Linked DNA regions of Ovis aries: region 1 is linked to region 2. A link is a contact called in public Hi-C data. All regions are on one chromosome and are shown on one strand. The core of a region is the stretch at or near the end of the contact, and the rest is flanking DNA. Distances in the headings are between cores, read along the strand shown.

Region 1 (5,976 bases), core at 1,132-3,631, 87 kb before region 2:
AAACCTTAACAATTTAGTATTTTTTAAATTAAAACAGACACCGAAGTTCCAAATTCCTGAAAGAACAGAAAAAAAAAAAAAAAAAAACTATCAAGGTACCTCAAGTAGATGTAAAAATTTCATATATTTTGTGAACCTTTGATCTGCGGCAAATAAACATTACCACTATCAGTCTTGCAACACAGTTTTGCTTGTTTTTCTAAAACAGAAGATGTCTGGATTCTAAATCACTACTCTTAAGACAGAAACTTGAGGCAACTGTTTTAAAACAAAGCACAACAGAAAAACGATACCTTCCTGGAAGATCTTAAATGCAGTTTGCATTGAGTGATTTAAAATTTCATAGATTAAAGGAAAGTTACTAAAGTGCCACATATGACTCACGGAGAAGACAACCCTTGAACTCACTGTTCACAGTTACTGCAATTTTATGGTTACAACTAAATATCGTCAATGGTTACACTTGGCCTTCACGCTGGCCTTTTTCAGGTTGTTGGTGATGAGGAAATTGTTTTTCAAGTGTGAAGAACCCCCAGAGGGCAGATAAGTTTAAAGACAGCCTCAGACAGGTTCAAAGGGGTCTTCAACAACAAATTTTCTTCTCAGTTTCTCAGGGAGACCAGGGATGAAGCAGGTTAAAATAAGAATAGGTACTGCAAAACTCAAGTCTTCCACGCCAGTTGCTTTTTAATCTCATCATTCCTTTTTCAGAAATTCCGTCCTTACTTTTGTTTTTTTTCTGAGTCCATTCAAATGCCCATTTGGGGACATACTCCTACAGATTAGTTCCTATTCCTAACTCTAACACAAGATAATATTTTGTCATAGAAAAGCGGCTAAGGAAAAATCTAGTCATGCAGGCGTTGGACAGAGATGGCTCTGAGTGAGTCTCCTGGGACCATGGCATCACACACCCATCTCAGCGCTGGCCCTTTTTGGGGAGCCAGAAATTTAGTCCTCTATCCCCACTACATGGATTCTTCCACATTTCTGTGCTGTTGCTCGTGAAACTACCTGCTTGACACAGCTCCTTCCACAGCGGATATCAAGACTCAGTAGAAAAATACATCCCTCAGCTTTGGCTCAAACAGGGAAAAAACACCCTTATTCCCTCAGCAGTTCATTCCCTAGGGGACCCCGACCCCCTTGGCAGTTTTGTCTACCTACAGAACACAGTGAGTCTTAAGGCGCCCTCTGACCCCACCCTGTGACGAAGTCTTACATTTAGGAGTGTGTCGGGGGAGGGCAGGGGACAGGAGGAGCGGTAGATTCAGACATGGATGCAGAGTGATGGAGAGAGGTACTCCCAGAGGGAAAGACAGACAGACAGGTCCCCACGGGCGCACACAGAGGGAGCAGGAGGGAGGGATCAGCTGGTGGTGGGGGGGATCAGCTGGTGGGGGGGGGATCAGCTGGTGGGAGGGGGGAATCAGCTGGTAGGTTGTTATGTAGGCACACTAGGGCATTCTCACAGATGACAGAGAGAGAAGAAAGCGGAGGGCAGGAGAAAGAAGAGCCCGGAGATGCAGAGAGGCTCGGGATGGGGCACTGCCTCCTCTGATGTGTCTGAATGTCACAGACACACTGCCGGGCTCTGAACTCAAAATGTTGTCATTCACGATCTCATCTGAAAAATGGATTTGTGCTGGTTAATCACTACTATTTAATTCACTTCAATAGCTTTTATCAAAAAAAAGGGAAATTCCATTTGAAGGGGGTAGCCCATTGATATAGAAATGACACCCCAGGGCAGCCTGAAGTCCTTGCTGTGGGGTCGGTCCTGTGCCAGGCTTCCCCCTGACCTCACTCCCAACGCCACTGACCAGGGTTAGTTCAAGCCATCTTTCTCTGGAGACAGTCACTCACTTTGGGACACGTCTGAATGAAAGCACCTGTCGGAATACAAGTCCCAAGACTCCGTCCGTCTGTCACAGTTCACTGAACAGTCTCTTTCTACAGAATAGAAGCGATCCTATCCTGGTGCCTTTTAATCTGAAAACTTCTCAGCTCCCTTCCTGGAAGATCTTTCTGGCAGCCCTCAGAACTTCTCACAAGCGAACCAGCAGCATATCTCCCTGAAACCAAGGCCACTTAGCCGGTCTGCCAGGGGGGACACAGGGGCTCTGGGAAAGCCTGCTCGAGGGAAAGGCTGAATCCTGTGCCTGGAGCAAACTGCCAGAACTGAAGGCTGTGAGCAGCGCTGGGTCAAGCACTTTTGTGAAGTTCTTCCCAGAGCACGTGTAACTGACACAAAACAGAAAACTTCCTCCTGCCTGTTTCTCTTCTGCTTCCTGAGCCTTCCCTAGTTACAGGAGCTACAGCGTGGAAGGCTTCAGCTTTCAAGACCAGACTGACTTGGTGACAGGTGCCCCGCCGCTGACAGCTGCGACTTGGAACAAATGTTAATCTCTAGATGCCCAGCTCCACAGCGAGGCATCTAGGGAAGGCATAGCTGTGGCATGTGGCGAGGGCGCTTGCCATAACCCCCAAACTCTCAGACTCCATTCAGAGCAATCCCAGTTAAATTACACACCTAATTAGCTAAACTAAAAAATAGGGGGTTTTCTCTTTATTTCTGCAGTTGTGATTACACATGGCTAGCAAAATGACTGAAATGCTATCGATACTGTTGCTTTTAAACTATACAGGTGTTAATCTTAATTCACAAGGCTTAGAAGCAGGTAAATGCTTTGAAATTACAATGATGAAGAGTTTTAGCGGTTAAGGTTTGATTTGTACCTAGTGATCAGTACGTCTCTCTTAACAGTAGCGATTTAAAAAGAAACGAAACAAAGGACTTTCAAATTCTGGATTAGAATTCAAGTTGGCTATTTGACTTTTGAATTCAATGCACTGCGCCACAAGCCAGACTGCTCTATGTTATGTACATTTAATGTGTATCTAAGGAGAAAAAAAATGACTAGCACTATTGAAGATACTGCAGAATCGCCACAGTTACTGCTTAGAAATACTAATTTCCCTCTCTTCTTCCTTAAAGTATATATTACAACTCTTCCATAACTTAATGCAAACAAAGTAAATTCATTTCTTCTCACATCTTAAAGCAAAGATATCTTTGTTTACATGCGAGAATAATAATTCTATAATAATAGCCTGGCCCTAGGAGCCAGGTCTTTATATTAGGACATAATAATGAATCAATGACAGATTGATAGAAAGAGCCAGAGAGACCTACACGCTGGCGCTGACACGGAATCTGTTTGGAAGTTTTCTCTTGTGAAAGATACCTAAGAGAGAGAAGAGGACTAAGGGGTGAACTGACCCAAAAAGTGGGGTTCTGTTCGCTAGGGGGGAAAAAACAAAGCCATTCTATTGCAAGAGACAGATCAAAGGTTAAAAGGCAAATTATACTACATTTAGAGAATAAAAATGTAGTAATTCTCCCCTTCGTATGGCGCATATGCAAGTGTGGCAGCACAATTTGCATTGGCCATAGAAATAAACCTCATGGAAAAACCACTGACTAAAAATGACTGAAAAACCCCCTTATTTTCCCTTTTTTCAGTCTAATCATTTGGCATCTCTGAAGTGGTACAGATTTAGACTTGAACCACCCAAGAACATCATGCTGTCTTCTGTCAAGTGCTCGACAGTACCTCTCAGGAGGGTGTTGTTGCGAGGCTAGCTAATTTTAAATCTGGTATGAGTAATACAGTCAGACCTAGTTAGTATTCGAGAAAGTCGTAGCGAACGCAGAGTGAGAGGGTGTGATGTCACAGCATGAGCAGTCCCTGGTTGTCCCGTTGTCGGATAAACGTAGTGCATAGATCCAAGTTTCTATTCCAGGTCCCCTGAAGCCCGGAGCCAGGCCTTTCACTTCTGCTGGGTGGCCTGGAAGGCCTTCAGCTCCACCTGGTACCACTCGGGGGCTTCCGGCCCGCTCTTCCCTGGGGGGCTGTGGTCGTAGCCGTAGGCAACGGTGAGTTCCTCGTCCGCCTCCACAGCTCGGAGGGTGCGGATGCATTTGATGGGCCCGAACCGGGGGTGGACAAACCTAGACATCAAGATGCAGACAGTCATTCCCGGGTGGACCAGAAGGTCAGACGCAAAGCCTAGAAGGGCTGAGACGGAATCACCCACATGCGGTGGCCTGGACACCAGGGGCAGGTCCTCGGGGTGAGGGTCACAGAGGAGCCAGCATCAGCGTTCCCTGGGAGCCTGGTGCTCACGGTGACACAGGCTACCCGACCCAGACCCGGCAGCGGAGTCTGCATTTGCACACCACCTCCCCCTCCCCAAGCCGACTCTAATGTGCGCATGCTCAGTCGCTCAGGCATGTCTGACTCTGTGGCCGCATGAACCGTAGCCCGCCAGTCTCCTCTGTCCTTGGGATTCTCCAGGCAAGAATGCTGGAGTGGGTTGACATTTCTTCCCCCAGGGGATGTTCCTGATCCAGGGATTGAACCCTCATCTCCTGCCTCCTGCACTGCGGGCAGATTCTTTACCGCTGCATTGAGGCTTAAAAAGCACGGCCCTGGGACTTCCCTGGCGTCCAGCTGTTACGACTCTCTGCTTCCAATGCAAGAGGCTGGGTTGGATCCCCGGTTCCAACTAAGATCCCACCTGCCATTTGGGATGGCCAAAATAAGGAAGTAAGTAAATAAAAAGTATGGCCCTATCTTCCTTTTTGAGCATATTTGGCACTCTGTATTTATAAATCAACAGCCAGATCTACCCCCAAAATCTGTCTTTAATGAGAAATCAGATTCAGTGTAGTCTGTCAGCATTTCAGCTCATCCGGCCTGTGGCATCAGATTACTTGGCTGTGTCTCAGGACAAGGGCACTTCTGGAGTTTTAAGAGAGAGCCCTGTGGATTTTCAAAAGCAAAAAATGCTGTATTCCATCCTGTACCTCTTGAGGAAGCGTTATTTTGTAGTTTTGAAAGTAAATGAAGATTTCTTTCCAAGAGGGAAGTCCTGCCATCCTGCTTCTTTCAGATTTCCCGCTGACCCACCGCTGTGAAGGGAGAGGGTGGGCTCATGCTAGGATTATGCTCATCTGCCGAAGGCTCCCAGCCTGGCTCACCTGCACAGCTCCCTGCAGGGGAGCAGGGGCTAAATAAGTATTAATAGATTCGTCTCCTCTAACAAGGGACTCCCAAGTGGTGCTAGTGGTAAGAACCTGCCTGCCAATGCAGGAGATGTAAGAGACCTGGGTTTGATTCCTGGGTTGGGAAGATCCCCTGGAGGAGGGCACGGCAGTCCACCCCAGTATTCTTGCCTGGAGAATCCCATGGAGAGAGGAGCCTGGAGGGCTGCAGATACATGGAAGGCAGGGCCAGAAAAAATCTTCTGTTTTTGTATGCATATGGCTGAGTCTGTCTGGTTCACTTACAGTTACATTTTGAACAAAGGGCACTGACACATCACAAAGGTCCTAGACCCTAGGTTAGGCGGCACATGGTGCATGACGGCAAGCACTTGGCGGGAGAGGTGTGTCTGCGGCGCATGGACATACTTTGTGTGGGATGAAGAGGAACAACCGCACCGTCACTTCAAGGGGCCTCAATGTCTATCCGTCCTGGGTGTCCTGCTCCCTGGCAACCACACTTGATTTGGGGCTGAAGGCTCTGGTGTGAGTCCTGGTTCCACGCGTTGTTCCTGCCTCCTTCTGGAAATTCACCTCTGCACCTCTGAGTCTCACTTTCCTCCTCTGCAATCATAAGACTAGTGACTCTTATCCTCTAAGAGTTCCTGCGGTGACCAAGTGCTGAGCTCTGCTCAGTCACTTCAGTCATAGCTGTCTCTCTGTGACCCTCTGTAGCCCGCCAGGCTCCTCTGTCCATGGGATTCTTCAGGCAAGAATACTGGAGTCGATTGCTTTTTCCTTCTCCAGGGGCTCTTCCTGAGCCAGGGACTGAACCTGCATCTCCTGTGTCTCTTGCACTGGCAGGCAGGTAGGCTCCTCACCACCACATGTCCCTGGCACAACTGAAGACTCTCTTCAGTGACTAA
Region 2 (5,830 bases), core at 658-3,157:
TCGATTCTCTAATTTAACCATTTATTACCATATTCATGAAAACCCCGAAAATGGCTCAAGATCGAAGTTGCGTCTTTGGGACGCCCATTTGGTGGAAAATCCCATCCATCACCTCGCGCTGCTTTTCCCTGCGAATGACAAATGACTTGCTTAACTGCACTGATTGATTTGACCAGATGTTTGGCTCATGTAGCAGATTTCAGTCAAGATGGCGGACTTTTTTCACTTGCCTGACTGCTGTCTTGGTGCCTCAGGTGATGACACAATTTTCTAGACATAGTTTAGAACCTTTTAAAACAGTTTCTCTCGGTGATTTCCCTCACAGTTCTACTAAGGATAACAAGGCCTTTACTTCAGGGAAAGTGAGAGAAATGGTGTGATCCTAGGCAGCTACCCCTCCTGATGGTCCCTCCCACCTTGTGCGGGGTTAAGATAGATGCCTTTCTTTCCCTTCTGAGTCAAATGCACTGGACACTGACCCACTGAGAAGGCTTTGCTGATCGAAATAATAACTCATTACCTTAAAAACATACTTCACTGTAAGTCACTTCAGGGTATTCATGGTTTCAATAAGATGGCCCTGGCTTTTCAACATGATAAAAGAAGAGTTACATGAAGATTGCGCCATCTTGTTACAGGAAACAGCAGAGGAAACGTCAGCTTTTACCTGAAACCCTAGGCCTGAGAATTTGCAATGTGACACAGCCAGGAGGTGGAGTTGGTCACTCCTTCCGCCTTCAGGCAATTCTTCCATTCAGCTTCCAGGCCTTGACGCTCTCCTGTTTCTCCTCCTCCCCGCCTGGCTGCTCCTCTCGGCTCTTAAGCTGGGTCCAGTGAAGGCTGGCACAGCTTCCCTCTTGTCTCCTTCCCTCTCCTGGTTATATCACTGGTCCTGTACCTTGCCATGCTGCCGTATCCTGGTACCTCCGAACTTATCTCTCAAGCCCTGCACTGTCCCCTGAGCGCCAGTCTTGTTTACCCAGATGCCAGCTCGACATCTCTACTAAATGTCAAATAAGCCTCTCAAACCCAACGTGTCCAACACTGAGGTCCTAGACTCCTCTCCCGATTTTCAACCCGCATCTTCACCATCTCAATGAATGACGATTACATCCTCACAGGTGCTTGTGTTAAAAGAACTTGGAGTCACTGCAGTGAATTGAAATGGTGTCTCCCCCAAAGACATGGCCATGTCCTAACCCCCGTTATGTGAATGTGAGCTTAATTGGGGGAAAGTTGTTGGCAGTTATAATTAAGCCTCTCTAGGTGAGGTCATGCTGAATGATCTGGGCAGGTCCTAAATCCAAGGAAAAGTGTCCTTACGAGAGATAAGAGATGACACACAGAGGAGAAGGCCGTGTGAGGAGGGAGGCAGAGATTGGAGTCATGTGGCCTCAGCCTGAGGAATGCCCAGATCCCCCAGAAACTGGAAAAGGCAAGAAAGAATATCCCTTAGAGCTTCTGGGGACAGGCACCCCTGACAACTCCTTTATGTCAGCCTTCTGGCCTCCAGAGTTGTGACAGAATAATTTTCTGTCACTTTAAGCAGCCAAGCTTGTGGCTCTGTGCTTCAGTAGCCACAGAAAACTAATGGAATGTTCAACCATTCTCTTCTTTCTTTTTCTTGAGCCAACCTCCCAGCAAATCCTGTTGGCCCTTTCCCCAAAACAGGCCCAGAATCTGACCACTTCTTACCAGCTCCATTGCTATTCACCTGGTTTGAGCTCTTACATCTCTTACATGGAATATCGCAATCCCGTCTTCCTGGTTCTGCCCTGCACCCCCCCCCCCCCGCCCCCCAACCCCACGCCAAATCCTTTTAACACAAAGTCAGATCATGTTACTTCTCTAGCTCCTCAGAGTAAGAGCCAAAGTCTTACGAACAAGGGGCTGCCACGGGTTTCGTAATCTGGCTGGCTTCTTTGATGTCTCTAACTCATCTTAGACGGCGTCCCCCTTGCTTACTCTGCTCCAGCCACTATAGCCCCTTTGCTTTCCCTTGTATGTACCAATCATGTGTCTGCCTCAGGGCCTTTGCACCGACCTTCCCTTCTGCCTGCAACACTCTTCTCCCAGATATCACCATGGCTAAATCCCTTGTCTTATTCAAGTCTTATGTATTTCCTCAGTGAAATCTTCTCTGACAATTCCATTTAAAATAACAGCCCTAATAAATGCTCCATCAGCCCTCTCCATACTCGAGCCTGCGTGTGTGCTCAGTGGCTTCAGTCATGTCTGACTCTTTGAGATCCCACCAGGCTCCTCTGTCCATGGGATTCTCCAGGCAATAATGCTGGAGTGTGTTGCCATGCCCTCTTCCAGGGGATCTTCCTGACCCAGGGATTAAACCCATGTCTCCTGCATTGCAGGCAAATTCTTTACCACCGAGCCACCAGGGAAGACCCTCCATACTCATATTATGGTATAAATACTGTGTATCTTACTTGTTTATTTTAATTGTTGTTTTTCTCCATCTGCTCGAAGGTGAGATCCCTATGGATATATTTATGTATTTTTTAACATATTTAAAAAATATATTTAACCCATTTTTCTCTAGAAAAAGCAAGCTATAAAATCTCACCAACTGAAGAATCATCTTCCAAACAGTTGCATCTTCCAGAAAGCATTTGCATCATATTGCTTCTTTCTGGCTCTTCGTAAGAAGTACTTGGGGACAGCAGCGTCTCATGGGTTTATACAGATATACCATGCTTTGAAAATATGGGAAAGTAGAACTAGGAATATTCAAAACAAAGTCAGAGTGTGGTTGTTTACATTACCGAAGGACTCTTAATTTAGAAAGGAAACCAGTGTTGAGTGCCTATAAATAGCAGCTCCCTCTGCAAGTAAGTGCTTGTTTATTTGACTAAATGCTTGAGGTCAGGAACACTTCAAACTCATACGCTAGCAGGTCAGCAAGATCCTTTGAAAATCATTGGAAATAATGGTAAGTTATCCCTAAAATAATGGTGTAATTGGTGAGAAAAAAAATGTATTTACTCCATCCGCCTAAATCATCTTCAAATGACACTTTGGAAAACACATTCTTGACATGAAGCTAAGCACAGTCATACTTGCATTTGCCATGTGGAACTGTCTGGCATTGCAACTCACACAGAATTCAAATTGAAAGACTGTGTAGCTGTCAGCAGTTTTACAAGACCAGGGGATAAAAAGTAAGTCTGTTTACAGAGAGGCAGCCAGACCCATAACTTCTCATTTACAAGCAGCACACACACGATTGTTTTATGTGTGTGGTTTGTTAAAAAAAAAAAAAAAATAGCAACTTGATTTTCAAACTCAATAAAGGTTTAAGGGCCTTGGAAAGCACTGTAGGTCATAGTCATCATAAGCAGCCACATACAATAGAGCGTTAGTTTCCAAACGATAATTGAACTCCACCATTAAAAACCATGGCTATTTCAAGAGAAAGTGTTGTAGTAAACGCAATCTGAAAATTTCATGTTTCATGAGGAAATCTTAATATTCAAAACTGAACACTCAAAGTGACCTCGGCAAAGGCTTTGAAAGTTATGTGGTTTATGTAACTTTTGTCAATTTCTTGGTTAAATACACCTTTCCAGTTGATTTCTTTTACCAGTAAGGAGAAAATTCAATTTCTTCATGAGAAAATCCCACCCAACGGCAGGAACTAGATGTGTGTCAGTCTTGACAGACTAACAAGAGACAATTTACTTCTGTCACCAGAGGGCACCAAAGCTCAAGCTGCCAGGAAAACTGCAACCCACAAGGACACGACGGTTGGACTAGAAACCCCCTGAAATGTCATACTGGACAAGACCTTTCCTAGTTATTTCAAAGGACTGCCAATGTCTCCGATAAGGAACCACTTCCCTAGCTTGTTGTCATAGCGCAGTCTAGTATTCATAAACTCTCCCAGCCAAGAAGTTCTCAATATCAGCTCATATATATTTACATCCATCTCATATATAGAGTCCGTACTATGTACCACGCCCTGGGGAGCAGTTGTGGACAAGAAAGGCCGTTTCTGCCTTCTTAAACCTGGTGGGCTACAGTCCATAGGGTCTCAAGGGCTAGAAGGGAAGACTGCCTCTAACCCCACTCTTACAGTTCAGTGTGGTGTGGGTGATGAAGAGGGCAGAGAGGGGCCATGGGGGCAGCGAGATGGCCTCCTCACCTCTCTTCGAGGTCACGGAAGTGTGGTCATTTCCTGGGGCTTCTGTAACAAATGATCACACGTGGAGTGGCTGAGAACAACACAAAGTCATTCTCCTGCAGTTCGGGAAGCCAGAAGCAGAAACTCAGTGCTGGGAGGGCCATACTCCCTCCCAGAGCTCCCAGTGTCTGTCCATCCCTGTCCTAGGGGCTCCAGGCATCCCAGGTTTGCGGCTGAATTTCCCCAATCTCTGTCTCTAGGGTTACATTCCTGTCTCCTCTGTGTGTCTACACTATAAGGAAACATGTAATTGCATTTGGGCTTCCCAGGTGGTGCTCGTGGTAAAGAACCCAACTGCCAATGCAGGAGACGTAAAAGACGCAGGTTCCATCCCTGGGTTGGGACGATCCCCTGGAGGAGGACATGGCAACCCATTCTGGTGTTCTTGCCTGGAGAATCCCCATGGACAGAGGAGCCTGGCGGGCTACAGTCCATAGGGTCGCAAAGAGTTGGACACGACTGAAGTGACTTAGCACCCACACATGTGATTGCATTTAGTGGATCGAACTATGTGTGCCCCTCAAATCCATTTTCTGAAGCCCTATTCCCAACATGACTATATTTGGAGACAGAACATATTTGGGAATAAGGTTAAATGAGGTCATAAAGGTGAACCCGCTTCAATAGGACTGGCTGCCTTAAAAGAAGGTGAGACTTTTCTAGTGGACCAGTGGTTAAGACCCTGAACTTCTACTGCAGGGGGCTCGGGTTTGATCCTTGGTTGGGAACGAAGATTCTTTACGCTGTGCAGCATGGCCAAAAAATTAACAACAACAACAAACAAAAAGAAGAGAAGGGGACATTGAAACCCTCTCTCCAAGGAAAGACCATTTGATGAGAATGAGAATTCAGCCATCTGCAGGCCAGGTAGAGAGGTCTTACCAGAAACCAGCCCTGCCAGCATCTTGATCTTGGACTTCTAGCCTCCAGGACTATAAGAAAATAAATTCCTGTTGTTTATGCTACCCAGTCTGGGGAATTTTGTATGGCAGCCCAGTGCTCCACAACCCCCTGCCCTGAATAGTCCAGGAAATCTGGAGATGCCTAGCTTAATCACATCTTTTGCCATGTAGGGTAATAGTTACAGGTTTCAGGAATTAGGATGGGGATAGCCTTTTTTGGATAGGGGCACTACTCAACTCATCATGGAAGGCCTCCTTCCCTCCTGAGAAAGTGATATTTAAGCTGAGACCGGAAGACTAGTTGCAGGAAGGAGAGGTGTGTTGCAGGACTGTCTGGGTGAGCTGCGGGGAGCAAGGGGGAGAGGCAGAGAAGTGGAAGGTGTGTCAGAGAGTCTGCGTTTTATCTCAGGGCCCATGAGAAATCTTATAGGAATAATGAGGAAGGGGAGGAGGTACAGGACACAATCTGATGAACATCTTAGATCAGTCAAAGCTGTTTGCAAGGGTGAAGACAGGAAGCAGGGGGACCAGCCAAGAGGTCTTGCTGCACACCCTAAGTAGGGGCTGGTGCCTGGATAAGAAATGGCCATGAGGATGGAAAGACAGAGCTGGATGGATAGATTTTTAGGTTGGACAATTGGAAGACTTGACTATTAACTTGATGTGAGGAGTTGAGAGAGGGAAGCTTCAAGAATAAAGTCTGAGTTCCTGGCAGCAGCACCAGGGTAAA

The links. Hi-C and Micro-C count contacts between places; a contact is called where the count stands out from the background.
Region 1: a Hi-C map of muscle shows a contact between it and region 2, with 2.7 times the contacts expected there. The contact joins two enhancer-like sites. A contact is called at or near these places in 3 of 16 Hi-C or Micro-C datasets (hypothalamus, liver and muscle).

What each region holds. Positions count from the first base shown.
Region 1 is chr17:18,267,971-18,273,946 of ARS-UI_Ramb_v3.0, reverse strand. SETD7 (SET domain containing 7, histone lysine methyltransferase) reads right to left here. Exons shown (of 8, transcript XM_027956265.2): 8 at 1-4,015. The coding sequence ends at 3,835. Among named protein-coding and RNA genes, the nearest start is that of SETD7, 46 kb to the right of the region's middle. Within about 2 kb of position 2,381, at least 3 of the 54 cell types and tissues checked have an H3K27ac peak or open chromatin away from gene starts, as enhancers often do. A contact at or near this core is called in muscle, where this site is marked.
Region 2 is chr17:18,180,773-18,186,602 of ARS-UI_Ramb_v3.0, reverse strand. No RefSeq gene overlaps it. Among named protein-coding and RNA genes, the nearest start is that of SETD7, 41 kb to the left of the region's middle. Within about 2 kb of position 1,907, at least 7 of the 54 cell types and tissues checked have an H3K27ac peak or open chromatin away from gene starts, as enhancers often do. A contact at or near this core is called in muscle, where this site is marked.